2 separate regions of the Mus musculus genome follow, and region 2 is linked to region 1. Evidence: chromatin contacts called from public Hi-C data. All regions are on one chromosome and are shown on one strand. Each heading gives the region's core, a stretch centred on a gene start, on an enhancer-like site or on the middle of the called end of the contact. The rest is flanking DNA. Distances are from core to core; before and after follow the strand shown. Region 1 holds the start of Nol6 (nucleolar protein family 6 (RNA-associated)). Region 2 overlaps Gm34213 (a long non-coding RNA gene).

Evidence for each region. A called contact is a pair of places that touch in the nucleus more often than the background predicts.
Region 2: a contact with region 1 is called in a Hi-C map of the G1E-ER4 cell line, with 6 times the contacts expected there. The contact joins the enhancer-like site here to the promoter of Nol6 in region 1. A contact is called at or near these places in 20 of 39 promoter capture datasets (the 3T3-L1 cell line, 3T3-L1-derived adipocytes, the C10 cell line and 13 more), 1 of 15 datasets of contacts at CTCF or cohesin (embryonic stem cells), 85 of 484 Hi-C or Micro-C datasets (the Ba/F3 cell line, the C10 cell line, the C2C12 cell line and 48 more), 13 of 115 datasets of contacts at active chromatin or transcription factors (bone marrow-derived dendritic cells, bone marrow-derived macrophages, effector CD8 T cells and 8 more) and 3 of 9 other capture datasets (embryonic stem cells, liver and pancreatic islet).

The regions. Positions count from the first base shown.
Region 1 is chr4:41,120,889-41,127,499 of GRCm38.p6, reverse strand. Nol6 (nucleolar protein family 6 (RNA-associated)) reads left to right here and starts at 3,161. Exons shown (of 26, transcript NM_139236.3): 1 at 3,161-3,341; 2 at 3,841-4,041; 3 at 4,125-4,241; 4 at 5,197-5,376; 5 at 5,553-5,721; 6 at 5,914-6,048; 7 at 6,135-6,289; 8 at 6,373-6,493. The coding sequence starts at 3,255.
Region 2 is chr4:40,774,926-40,781,697 of GRCm38.p6, reverse strand. It overlaps Gm34213 (a long non-coding RNA gene), which reads right to left. Exons shown (of 3, transcript XR_390479.3): 3 at 4,922-5,170. It also overlaps the pseudogene Psenen-ps. Among named protein-coding and RNA genes, the nearest start is that of Gm34213, 5.3 kb to the right of the region's middle. Within about 2 kb of position 5,042, at least 64 of the 459 cell types and tissues checked have an H3K27ac peak or open chromatin away from gene starts, as enhancers often do. A contact at or near this core is called in the C2C12 cell line, CD8 T cells, the G1E-ER4 cell line and 8 more, where this site is marked.

The DNA of each region.
Region 1 (6,611 bases), core at 1,912-4,411:
CTTAGACCAGTCAAGTGTACATAGTGAGCACCTGTCACAGACACACACATACAGACACATACAGAGAGACAGAGACAGACCGAAAGACAGACAGAGACAGAGACAGAAAGCATGAGAGAGCATGAGAGAGAGAGAGAGGGAGAGAGAGAGAGAAATATAAAAATATGTAAAGTGGTAAAGTGGTGAATTCCAACTACCGCTCTTTTATTCCAGCTGCCTCTCTTATGTCTATAAGTTCAAGACCAGTTTAGACAATGTAGAAAGATCCTTTATTTCAAAAACAAACAAGAAAGGAAAAATGTAATTACAATGAAAGCAGGAAGAGGAAGAAGGTGGGAAGAGACATGACAAAATTTTGTGAGTTTGTGAAATTTTATATAACTAGATAAAAGAAACTAACCCATGAAACAAAGGCAAGAACATTCTTCCAGGGTTCTGGTTTATGGTCAAGACTTATGAAACTCTCTATTCAAGACACCAAGTGCTCCGGGCATGGTGGTGCACGCCTTTAATCCCAGCACTTGGGAGGCAGAGGCAGGCGGATTTCTGAGTTCGAGGCCAGCCTGGTCTACAAAGTGAGTTCCAGGACAGCCAGGGCGACAGAGAAACCCTGTCTTGAAAAAAAAAAAACCACAAACAAACAAACAAAAAACAAAAATAGACACCAAGTGCACAGGGCTTGACATTTCTTATATACCTCTATGATTATTTTTGCAATAATTTTGACCCAGGGCATCTCAAATGAAAAATACAAACTCTACCACAGAGTTCAGGTATTTATTTTATTGACTTTATTTTATTTTTAATTTAATTAATTTATTTATTTTAAAGATTTATTTATTTATTATATGTAAGTACACTGTAGCTGTCTTCAGACACTCCAGAAGAGGGCATCAGATTTCGTTATGGATGGTTGTGACCCACCACGTGATTGCTGGGATTTGAACTCAGGACCTTCAGAAGAGCAGTCGGTGCTCTTAACCACTGAGCCGTTTCGCCAGCCCCGACTTTATTTTATTTTATTTTATTTTATTTTATTTTTCAAGATTTATTTAACAGAGGCCTGGAAAGATGGATTAATGGTTAAGAGAACTTACCACTTTTGCAGAGTGCCTGGGTTCGGTTGCCAGGACTCACATGGGTTCACAACTGCCTGTAACTCCACTTCCAGGAGTCCAATACCCTCTTCCAAAGTTTCCTGAACACACATGGTGCATAGAAACTCTCCCAAGCACAAACATATACATACTCTAAAATAAATGTTAAAGATTTACTTTCAAAGCCATGGTGTGTATGTGTGTGTGTGTGTGTGTGTTTAATTTTATGTGTATGAGTGTTTGGCTTCATGCGCGTGTGTTGGGAGGTATACCTTTAGTTCTAGCATTCAAGCGGATAAGCCAAGTGGATCTTTCAATTTGTATCCAGCTGGTCAACAGAATGAGTTCCAGGACATCCAGGACTATATAAAGACATTCTTTTTCAAAAAACAGTAACAACAATAATAATAATCACACACACACACGATTTACTTTCAAGAATGGAAAGATGGCTCATCAGCTAGGAGTTCTAGCTGCTCTTCCAGAGAACCTGGTTCATTTCCCAGCACCTACAGTTTGACTCACAACTATCTGTACCTCTAGTTTGAGAACATCCACTGAGCTCATCTGGCCTCCACCTGCACTGTACATACACGGTACAGAGATATACTTGGAGGAATATGTATGTGCCCCACACATAAAATAATATTACTTGCATGGTCTATGTCTATAATCCAGCAGTCAGGAGTCAGATGCAGATGAATCTCTGTGAGATCCAGGCCAGTCCGGGATGCATAGTGAGACTTTAAAACAAAATTATTGCATATAGGTGTGTGTACCACAGGAGTGCCTGGTGCCAAAGGATTTTCTAGGACTGGCATTACAGGCAGTAGTTGAGAGTTTCAAAGCTGCGTGGGTGCTGGGAAACCAAACCTAGGTCCTCTGCATGATCTACAAATGCTTTTAAGCTCTTGGCCATGTCTCCAGGGTGGAATTTTTTTGTTGTTATTTTGCAAAAACTCTTTTCCCCCATAATTATATTTCATGTTGGGTGTGTGAAAGCACACAGGTATCACTTGAATGCACTGTGGAGGTCAGAGGACAACTCGCAGAAATCACTTCTCTCCTTCTACTCGTGTGGGTCCCAGGTCATGGGCTAGATATGAAAGTCTTTTTTTTAAAGATTTATTTATTTATTATATGTAAGTACATTGTAGCTGTCAATTATGGATGAGCCACCATGTGGTTGCTGGGATTTGAACTCAGGACCTTTAGAGGAGCAGTCAGTGCTCTTAACCGCTGAGCCATCTCACCAGCCCAGTATGAGAAGTCTTAAAAGGTAGATGCTAAAGTGTCATTTGAGAGTGTCCCTCATAGTTCAGGTTCAGCATCGTGAATATTACTGGGATGAGCGTCCATGCCCAGTTCCAAGTAGTTTTCTAAAATAATATGTAAATAAAAGTAAATTGGCAAAGTACTTAGAACTTCGCTATTACGATGGTTCTGTGTTTAAAGTTTTGGAGTTTGAATAGGTTATCTTATATTTTAAGAAGGAAAAGCTGGAGAGAAGCTATGCTATTATGCTAGACACTTGAACTTTCTGTTTGTGGAAACAGAAAAAAAAACAAATTCAAGATACATTTTGGAGGTAGAAATCACATAACTTGCTCATAGACACGGTTAGATGCTGTGAACCACTAGCGAAAACAGACAGACGGACAGAGACAGACAGAGAGACACACACGGACACACAAAACCCCACCACACCGGAAGCCACAGTAAGCTGAGACAGACAGACAGACAGACAGACAGACAGACAGACACACACACACACACACACACACACACACACACACACACACACACACACACACACACACACACACACACACACACACACACACACACACACAAAACCCCATCACACCGGAAGCCACAGTAAGCTCCTCCCTTCCCGAAAGGGAAGTGAGGAAAAGAACGCGACGAGCTGCAGTCCCAAACGCTTCCGGTTTAGTGCGGCGTCGAGGCTGTAAATCGGCGGACCTTGTTTGGTTCCTCCCACAATGGGCGGGTTCCTTTGAACCACTGACCAATAGTGAGCGAGACGGCATGCACTAGCCCAATGGAACTGCAGTGGGTGGGGCCTGGGGCAAGGGTTTGAGCCCTGGAGTTGGCGTTTCGGCCCACGTGGGAAGCTACGGGGTAGATCCGGCTTGGATGCCAAGTGCTGGAGAGAGACCTGCTGTGAAGATGGGACCGGCCCCCGCCGGAGAGCAGCACCGACGAGCAACTGAGGACCCAGAGGTTGGTTGCTCAAAATGTGCTTTATTTTGACGACAGAGCCTGAGATAGTCAGGCCTGATACCTAGCCTGCAGGGCGGCCTACTATGATAGAAAAAAGATTACTCCAGGGCGGCCTAGGTTACTGGGAAAATGATTTTTAGGGAATCTAGCCTTGGAGAGATCTGGATAGAGCAGGAGAAGAGGTGATATTTGGGAAGGCCTAAGCCTGTCTCAGCAAAAGATTTGTGGTGTCCGGAAACAGGAGGGCATTGGAGCACTACCTCAGGCAGTGACTGGCAAACTCAGTCAGGTCTAAGCAGGACTGCATCCTCACGCTGTCAGATTTCTCTCAGTGATGGCTATCCCGAGTTTTATAAAAATCTTAACGCCCACTGAAAGGGAACAACTAGAGTAGATGAACCCTTTACCCACAAACTTGAGTCAGCTGATACAGATACCCCCCCCCCCCCCCCCCCCCGATTTCATGTTGGCATGTTGGTTTCTGTCTCTCTGGTCATAGGTGATGGAACTTGCCTTCGAAGGCATGGACAAAGAGAAGGCACCCTCAAGAAAGCGTGCAAGAACAGAGCCACCTGCAGAAGGCCTCCTGCAGCCAGTGAACCTCAGTCGGGAGGAGCTGTACAAGGAGCCTACAAATGAGGAGCTAAATCGCCTCCGTGAGACCGAGATCTTGTTCCACTCCACCTTGCTTCGTTTACAAGTACGTGGGTGGCCAGGGCATAGGTTAGAGGGGTTTCCGTGGGGTCCCGAGGCTCACAGATTCCTCCCTTCCCCCTGCTAAAGGTGGAGGAGTTACTAAAGGAAGTCAGACTGTCAGAGAAGAAGAAAGAGAGGATTGATAATTTCCTGAAGGAGGTTACCAAGCGGATCCAGAAAGTGCCTCCAGTCCCTGAGGCTGAGGTAAGGCAGATGGCCTTGGGACAGTGAGTCATGAGACCCTCTTTGCTGTTCCACGAAACTTGGTTACTAAGGAGATCATTCTCATTGCAAGAAGACTCAACCAGGACACAGGTCATGCATTTGTCTCTCAAATGTAGCTCCATCTTGTACAAGTTTTGTAGGTGTTTTGTTTGTTTGAACAGGGTCTTACATGCCCCTGGCTGGCTGGCCTTGAACTCCTGATTGTCCTGCATAGTTCCCAAGGACGGAGATTGAGGGCCTGAGCCACTTTTGTTTGGTTTTGTTTTTTGTTTCATTTTTAAGATTCATTGATTGATTTTATGTATGTGAGAATCCTGTTGCTATCTTCAGACATACCAGAAGGCAGCATTGTTACAGATGGTTGCAAGGCACCATATGGTTCCTAGGAATTGAACTCGGGACCTGTGGAAGTGCTCTTAACCACTGAGCCATCTCTCCAGCCCACTTTTTTCTTTTTAACATAGGATCTTAACTTTGTAACCCGTACTGTAACTCAAACTGGTGGTGGTCCTCCTGCTTCAGTCCCCTGAGTGCTAGGATTATAGTTGTGAACCTTTACTTCCAACCAAAAATGGTTATTTTATTTTGTGTATTTATTTTTTATTGAGACAGGGTCTCATACAGTCCAGGCTGGCCTTGAACTTGCTTGCTATATAGTCAAGGGAGATCTTGAATTTCTGATCTTCCTGCCTTCCCAAATGCTGGAGTTGCAGGTGTGAGCCACCATTCCTAGCCTGAAAATGGGTAACAATAGAAATAAGTCATGGCGGCTTAGCTGTCAATCAAGTTGTCTTCACAGAGGGAGAAGGCGTTTGTGGAAGATTGTGAGTTATAGTTTCTAACATACTGGCATGCTATCTACTACGTATTAGATTCTATCACCTTTGTGAGGAAGGTGATAGAATCCATATGTTTCCTGCGTCTGTCCCCACAGCTCACTGACCAGTCATGGCTCCCAGCTGGGGTCCGAGTGCCCCTCCACCAAGTGCCCTATGCCGTGAAGGGCTCCTTCCGCTTCCGGCCTCCATCCCAGATCACTGTTGTGGGTAGCTACCTTCTGGATACTTGTATGCGACCAGATATCAATGTGGACGTGGCAGTGACCATGCCCAGGGTAAGGCCCATGGTTTGGGGGCTATTAGAGGATCAGCAAAGGGTCCCTTTGGGACTTTGTGCCCTTTGTCTGAATATTGGGTGTGTTCTTCCTGGGACTTAAGCCTAGCTTTGACCTAGTCCCCAGTTCCATGAACACTTATGTGTCTGACCTTCTCTCTTCCCTGATTCCTCCAGGAAATCTTACAGGACAAAGACGGGCTGAACCAGCGTTACTTCCGCAAGCGAGCCCTTTACCTGGCCCACTTAGCTTACCACCTGGCCCAGGATCCCCTCTTCAGCAGCGTACGCTTCTCTTACATGAGTGGATGCCACCTGAAGCCCTCGCTGCTGCTGCGGCCACATGGTGGGAGTCACTCTCTGGGCTTAGTGCACAGTATGGGATGGTAAATCTGGAGGGGGCCATGAGGTCTTCAAGTCTGGAAGCCTCGAGGCCAGGAGGTCAGAAGTCATGGGTGCCCAAGTATGAGGGGGTGCTAAGGGGACCCACTCAGATTTTAGGAGTTGTAGAATCTCACTACTCCATGTCTCTACCCAGGGAAGGATGAGCGCCTAGTTACTGTGCGCCTGCTTCCCTGCCCTCCCTTGGACTTCTTCCGTCCCTGCCGCTTGCTGCCAACTAAGAACAATGTGCGCTCTGCCTGGTACCGAGGGCAGAGCTGTCCGGATTACGGTGAGCAGGCACTGGTGCTGAAATGTGTTGGTGGGCAGGGGTTTGGTGGAGCCTTCTCTTCTAATAGTCTCCATTTGTTTGCGTAGAGCCGCCTACCCCCCACTATAACACCTGGATCCTGCAGGATGTAGCTCTGGAGACCCACATGCACTTGCTGGCAAGTGTGCTGGGCTCTGCCCAGGGCCTGAAGGATGGCGTGGCACTTCTGAAGGTTTGGCTGAGGCAGCGGGAACTGGACAAGGTGAGTTGTGGGTGGCCTGGTTTCCTCGCCTCTTTGTGGGAAGGGTTGCTCCTGAGCTCAGTCCAGTCATGCTTCTCTTTCAGGGCCTGGGTGGATTTAACGGATTCATCATCTCCATGCTGGTTGCCTTCCTGGTATCTAAACGAAAGATCCATACCACCATGAGCGGCTACCAGGTCCTGAGAAGTGTCCTGCAGTTTCTGGGTAAGGTAACTAGAGTGGACAGGCCAGGGGTTCCGCTTGTCCCCGGGGGTTCTCTTATTCCACCAGAGCTCCGTTAGTTTCTTGTCACCAGACAGAGGAGAAAACTGAGTCTGAGGCA
Region 2 (6,772 bases), core at 3,793-6,292, 350 kb after region 1:
CTCCAGTTAACGTTTCCCTTCATTTTAGATGCTCTGCTCAGGCTCAACTCCTGTCAGGATTAAGGTACCACCTTAGTCTCAGATTCCAATGTTTTAGAGTGACTACATGTCAGTTCTTTCAAACCCTGACTCTCATCGTCTTCCACCTCACTGAGACTTCTACCAAGTTACAGCCCAACAGGTCCCTGCTGGGCTCCCTTAATGTCTCAACTGCCTAAAACCTGTAGCCACTGCTGGGATTCCTCGAGGTAATGCAAGCTGCTTTTTCTTCCTTATTTACAGCAACTCCCTTTACCAAGCCACAACATCCTGCCCATCCCCCAGCTGCTGCTCTGGACCACCTCACAGATAGAGCCTTGAGGTTAAAGGGTGTGAACTTCCTCCATTTCCTGCCCTTCCCACCTCTAAATCTGCTTGGAGCCGCTGCACCCTTGCTATTCCGTTTTTTTTTGTCTTTCTTCACATCCAAGGCTAGATTCTAGACTGTGGTGCCATCTCTTCAGTCTCTACTGTCATGTGTCATTTAATAACCACTAAAGAAAATCTAGTCAGGTTGCTTTAAGTCATCGTCTGTCCCTGAGCCATACAGTGGGAAAAGAAATATCTGGTGAAATGTGGTTTCCATGAAAGGGTTAATTGTGATGAGGCAGAATTTAAAATGGAGGGGTATTTAAGGAGGACACTGACAAGGGAAAGATGCCCTTTACCCTACGGCCTTGTGTGGGCTCCTCGGTAGAAAGCCGGTAGAAAGCCGAGAACTTCAATTCAAGAGACAGTCAGGAGAGCTCGACTTCATGGAGACAATGCTCATTTTCTTGATGTATCTAAAAGTCTAAGAACAACAAATGAACTGTTTGCTTAGGGCCAGGTACCTGGGGCCTGTGGGTTTACAGATGATATTCTTCTGGTATCCCTAAGCCAGAACAATGCAGAAGTCAACTTACAATTCCCTCTGCAAAGGGAAGTCTTCAGGATAAGAAAAACAATCGAACCAGCTCTTTCTTTTCCTTTCTTTTCTTTTCTTTTCTTTTTTTTTTTTTTTTTTTTTTTTGTTTTAAAAGACTTCTTGGGGCTGGTGAGATGGCTCAGTGGGTAAGAGCACCCGACTGCTCTTCCGAAGGTCCGAAGTTCAAATCCCAGCAACCACATGGTGGCTCACAACCATCTGTAATGAGATCTGACTCCCTCTTCTGGAGTGTCTGAAGACAGCTCAGTGTACTTATAGACAATAAAAAAATAAATTAAAAAAAAAGATTTCTTTATGCTGGACATAATGGTGCATGCCTTTAATTCCAGCACGTGTGAGTGAGCCAGAGGCAGTCAGATTTCTTTGAGTTAAAGGCCAACATGGTCTACGTAGTGAGTTCCAAGACAGCCACAACTACATAGTGAGATCCTGTGTCAAAACAAAACAAAACCCAAACAAACAAGCAAACAAAAAGATTTATTTACTTTTATTTTCCACGTATGAGTGTTTTGGCTGCATGTATGTCTGTGCACCATGTTTGTGAATGGTGCCCATGGAGACTGGGCGAGGACTTTGGATCCTCTGACTATAGTTCCAGTTGGTTGTGAGCCACCATGTGAGTGCTGGGAATGAAACTCCTGAGATAGCAGCAGAGCCATCTCCAGCCCCAGTGTTTGGTTTTTTAGAGAGAGTGTCTCAGGCTAGCCTTGAACTTGCTGTAATCCTTCAATCTCAACCTCTCAAATTCTGGCATTATAACCTCGGACTACCGTGCTCTATTTGGCTCATACTTTTTTTTTTTTTTTTTTTTTAATTTTTATGTAGCCACAAAGCTTTGGAAGCATGGTAAGCCAGGGTACTGGTGTCATCCAGAGACTGTGTCAAATTTCTCTTTTAATGTCTTTGTCTTCGGCTGGCTCATTGGACCTAGCAGGAGCTCATGCAGACTGATTCTGTAATAGGCGATACAGCTCCTTGTGCACAGCAGGCAAGACACTCTGTTTCAAGTTTGTCTTATAGATGAGAGGTCTAAATGGGCTGCAGATGCCACGAGTAAGTGCATGGTCAGATTTTATCATTAGCATCACCTCCTCAGCTCTCTCCTCTTAGCACATTTTAAAATGTATCTAAACCGGGCGTGGTGGCTCATGCCTTTAATCCCAGCACTTGGGAGGCAGAGGCAGGCAGATTTCTGAGTTTGAGGCCAGCCTGGTCTACAAAGTGAGTTCCAGGACAGCCCGGGCTACACAGAGAAACCCTGTCTCAAAAAAACAAAAAATAAAAAATAAAAATAAGAAAATGTGTTTAAACATTTTCTCCTCCTCTTCCTCCTTCTCCTTTTCTTCTTCCTTCTTCCCTCTTCATCTTCCTCTTCCTCGACCTCACCCCTAGCCCCCTTTCTCTTTCCTCTTCTTTTTGATTTTTTAAGACAGGGTTTCTGTGTAGCTCTGGCTGTCCTGCAACTCATGCTGTAGACCAGGCTGGCCTCTGACTTTCAGACATCCTCCTGCCTCTGCCTTCCTGAGCGCTGGGATTAAAGGCATGCACCCCCACCCCCACCCAGCAATTCAATATTTTCTGAAATTTGTATTTGTGTGTGTGTGTGTGTGTGTGTGTGTGTGTGTGTGTGTGCATGTACTCACAGAGGTCAGAGAGCAACTCTCTGGAGCCTCCCTTCTTCCATCATGTGAGCCCAAAGCATAGAAGTAGTATTGTCAGGAAAGTGGCAAGCATCTTTGCCAGCTGAGCCATCACTTTGGCACTTAAAATTTTAAGCTTTACCTAATCTTTGAACCTGCTTATAAATTACATCCTTTGAAAAATGTAACTTGGGGCTGGAACGATGGCTCAGCAGGTAAGAGCGCGACTGGTCTCTAATGAGATCTGGCGCCCTCTTCTGGTGTGTCTCAAGACAGCTACCGTGTACTTATGTATAATAATAAATAAATCTTTGGGCCAGAGTGAGTGGGGCTGACCGGAGTGAGCAGAGGTCCTGAATTCAAATTCCCAACCACATGATGGCTCAGAACCATTAGTACAGCTACAGTGTACTCATATACATTAAATAAATAAATAAATCTTTTTTAAAAAGAAAAGAAAAAAAAAAAAAAAGAAAAATGTAACTTGAAACGCTACAAGACTGGACCGGGGATCCAGCTCAGTTGCCAGAGGGCTTGCCTAGCATGCAGTCTGGGTTCAGTCCCAAGCACTGCCTGCCCCGGGGTGGGAGAGCTTCTCTGTAGTTCCGGCACTCAGGAGGAGGGTGAGGCTGGGGGATGAGGAGTTTAACATTATCTGTGGTTCCATAGCATTTTGAGTCCAGCCTGAGATACACACGATGGTGTTTCCAATAAAGGAAAAAGCCACAAGACACATGTATTAGCTATGCTTGAGAGACTCAAGCCCCCTCCCCATCTCTTTTTCTGCCTGTACTTCAGATTTAAGTCCATACTGTCCTAATTTTTTATCTCTTTTTAATAAATCCAACTTTGCTTCATACTGACTCATTCTGAAAATCTCTACGGTAAAAAACCAAACCACCCAACAAACAAAAACAATCCAACAAAATAAAACTCAACCAAAACTGTTGGCATTCCTTCTACGCTCTGCCCAACAGTTACCTAGCAACAGCCAGGTAGGCCTGACTCACTATAAAAGGGACAGTTTGGCTTCCCTTCACTCCCTCTGATTCTCTGACTCTCTTTTCTCTCTTACCTCCCACACCTTCTCTCTTCCCCCTCCCTCCCTCTCCCCTTCTCCCTCTCCTTTGTCTCCTCTCCTTCTCTGTCTCCTCCCTCTCTCTGCCTCTACTCCCTTCTCAACTCCCCTTCCCATGTCCCCAAATAATCTCTATTCTATACTAGACCCATGGGCCTGCTGAGGTATCCTCTCCCACCGCACCATTCCTCGCTCTACAAAACATATCCCTGACTCTACAAAACACATCCTAGTCTTTACAAAACACATAAAAAACCAACCCAGTTTCATTTGAGTTGAGGCTGCAGAAGAACTCAATAGGCGTGGACTATGTGTCTCCCCACTGCTGCTGACAATGAGCTTGCCAGAGGACTTCCCCAAACCTACCATGGCAATTGGAGAAACGGAGACTTTGGGCAGGATAGTGGGAATGAGGGCAGAATCTCCCCTCATCTAGCCAAAGGAAAAGGAGAAATCTGAAATGTGTAGACTGAGAACTAATTTTGTGCCCCAGAGCTCCTTGAGATTGTAAGAAAATAATTTGGGAAAGGAGGGCCAAAGATGCCATTTAAAAGACAGCTCTGGGAAATCCCTGTAGAGAAAGTACAGGAAGCTGCTGTGCTCGGGTGCCCTGGTTTTGTTTGTTCAGATCCCAGATCAAAGGATAGCAGAGGGAAGCCTCAGGAAGCCACAAATGCCAGCAAGTCAGTGGTGGGGTAACAACCCTCACATTCCAGTCCCAGCCTGTGGCAAGAACCTTTTCATGTGGCTTTAGTATCACAGAGGCTGAGTGGGCCAGTGGGCCACACATTGTGTTTTGGGGGAGGGGGGGCTAAGACAAGGGAGAAGGTCATGGGATGACCAACCAGCCACCACCTGCAGACACAGGAACAGCGTGCAAGCTCATTGGTGAGAGCTGGGATTGTTAACAAGGACAGTGTTCCCTTACTCCAGACTGACCAGTTTAGACCTCGTTTGAACCTACAGTGCTCATTTCCTCTTTGTGTTAAGAAATAGAAACTGAGGCCGGGCAGTGGTGGCACATGCCTTTAATCCCAGCACTTGGGAGGCAGAGGCAGGTGGATTTCTGAGTTCGAGGCCAGCCTGGTCTACAGAGTGAGTTCCAGGACAGTCAGGGCTACACAGAGAAACCCTGTCTCGTAAAACAAACAAACGAACAAAAAAAAAGAAGAAGAAATAGAAACTGCAGGAAGACTTTGACAGCATCTTAAAAATTGAAAACAATTATGTCTTAAAACCACGTACAGGTGTGTGTTAATTGAATGAAAATGGCTCTCACATGTTCATAGGGAGTGTGACTTTATTTGAAAAGATTAGGAGGCGTGGTCTTGTTGGAGGAAGTGTGCCCGGGGGGATGGGCTTTGAGGGTTCAGAAGCTCAAGCTGGGCTCATGACTCACAGTCTCTTGCTGCTGCCTGCTAATCCAGATGTAGAACTCTCAGCTACCTCTCCAGCACCATGTCTGTCCACATGCTGGCATGCTTCCTGCTATGACAAATAATACACTAAACTTCCGAACCTGTAAGCCAGCCCCAATTAAATATTTTCCTTTATAAGGTTTGCCATGGTCATGGTGTCTCTTCATAGCACCAAAAACCCTTAGACATGTGGATATGAATGTAGGTGCCCAGGAGGTCGGAGGCATCAGATCTCCTGAGGCCTGATGGTTACAGATGGTTGCGAGTTGCTATGTGGGAGCTGGCAATCACACCTGGGTCCTCTGGAAGAGCCACGGGTGCTTGTAAGTGCTGAGCTATCTCCACAGCTTTAAATGATAACTATGGCACATTCTTTTTCAGTGCTAGATGTGCCAGATATGGTTAACATGTTTTACATGTAATAATAATTCATTTGATCCTCAGAAAACTTATTTCATTTTTAATTTTTCAGACAGTTGCCCTGGCTATCCTAGAACTCACAGCACAAGACCAGGTTGGCCTCAAACTCCCAGAGACCTGCCTGCCTCTGACTCCTGAGCACTGGGATTAAAGGCCTGCACCCCCACCACCTGACTCTCAGGAATGATGAGAGCTCCTAACAGCACACCCTGGAATTCCCAGTTCAGCCGCTCTCAGTGCTGCAGCTCACAGGCAAGCAGTGGTGCATAGTGACTGGTTAGGTTCCTTCGGAAGCAAGAGCCTCCTGGAAGGCAGACGATGGGAGGAAGGTAATCAGAGGGTACAAATAGGACTAGCAGAAAGAGATAGAAGGGACCAAACTCCAAGAATAGGCACTGGGGAGCGGAGGGGGTGGGGGGGCTGGGCAGGAGAAGAAAAACAAAATCGACAACAAACTCCACTGAAAACTGCGGCATCTCCCGCAAATCTCCCGCAAAGGAATCCAGGCAGAAGGGATAAACCGCACTGGGGCGTGGTTGCTCGTGATCTTGCGCCTGTCATTTGGGTCTTGCTCTGCAGACCCTTAGGACCACCGGGCTCCAGCGCAACTATGAACTTGGAGCGGGTATCCAATGAGGAGAAGTTGAACCTGTGCCGGAAGTACTATCTTGGTGGATTTGCGTTCCTGCCTTTTCTTTGGTTAGTCAACATTTTCTGGTTCTTCAGAGAGGCGTTCCTCGCCCCAGCCTACACAGAGCAGAGCCAAATCAAAGGCTATGTTTGGCGCTCAGCTGTGGGCTTCCTCTTCTGGGTGATCATTCTCGCCACCTGGATCACCATCTTCCAGATCTACCGGCCCCGCTGGGGCGCTCTTGGGGACTACCTCTCCTTCACCATTCCCCTGGGCACTCCCTAACAACTTCATAAGCTGCTGATCTGTTCTTTCTCCCAGGATGAAGGCTTCTCTGCTCTAGGCTTTCCCTCAGACCCTGAAGACATCTGTTTCTCATTTCCCATCTGCCCCAATAAAGGACCCTAACTTAAAAAAAAAAAAAAAAAAAAAAAAAAAAAAAAAAAAAAAAGAATAGGCACTGGGGGTTGGGCTTTGGTTTGGCTGGTATGGGTTTTTCTGAGACAGAGTCTCACTATGCAGCTGCCCTAAGACTCTCTCTGTAGACCAGGATCACAGAGATCCACCCGAGCGCTGGAATTTAAGTTGTGCAGTGCTAGCAGAGGAGCTCTTCCAGGC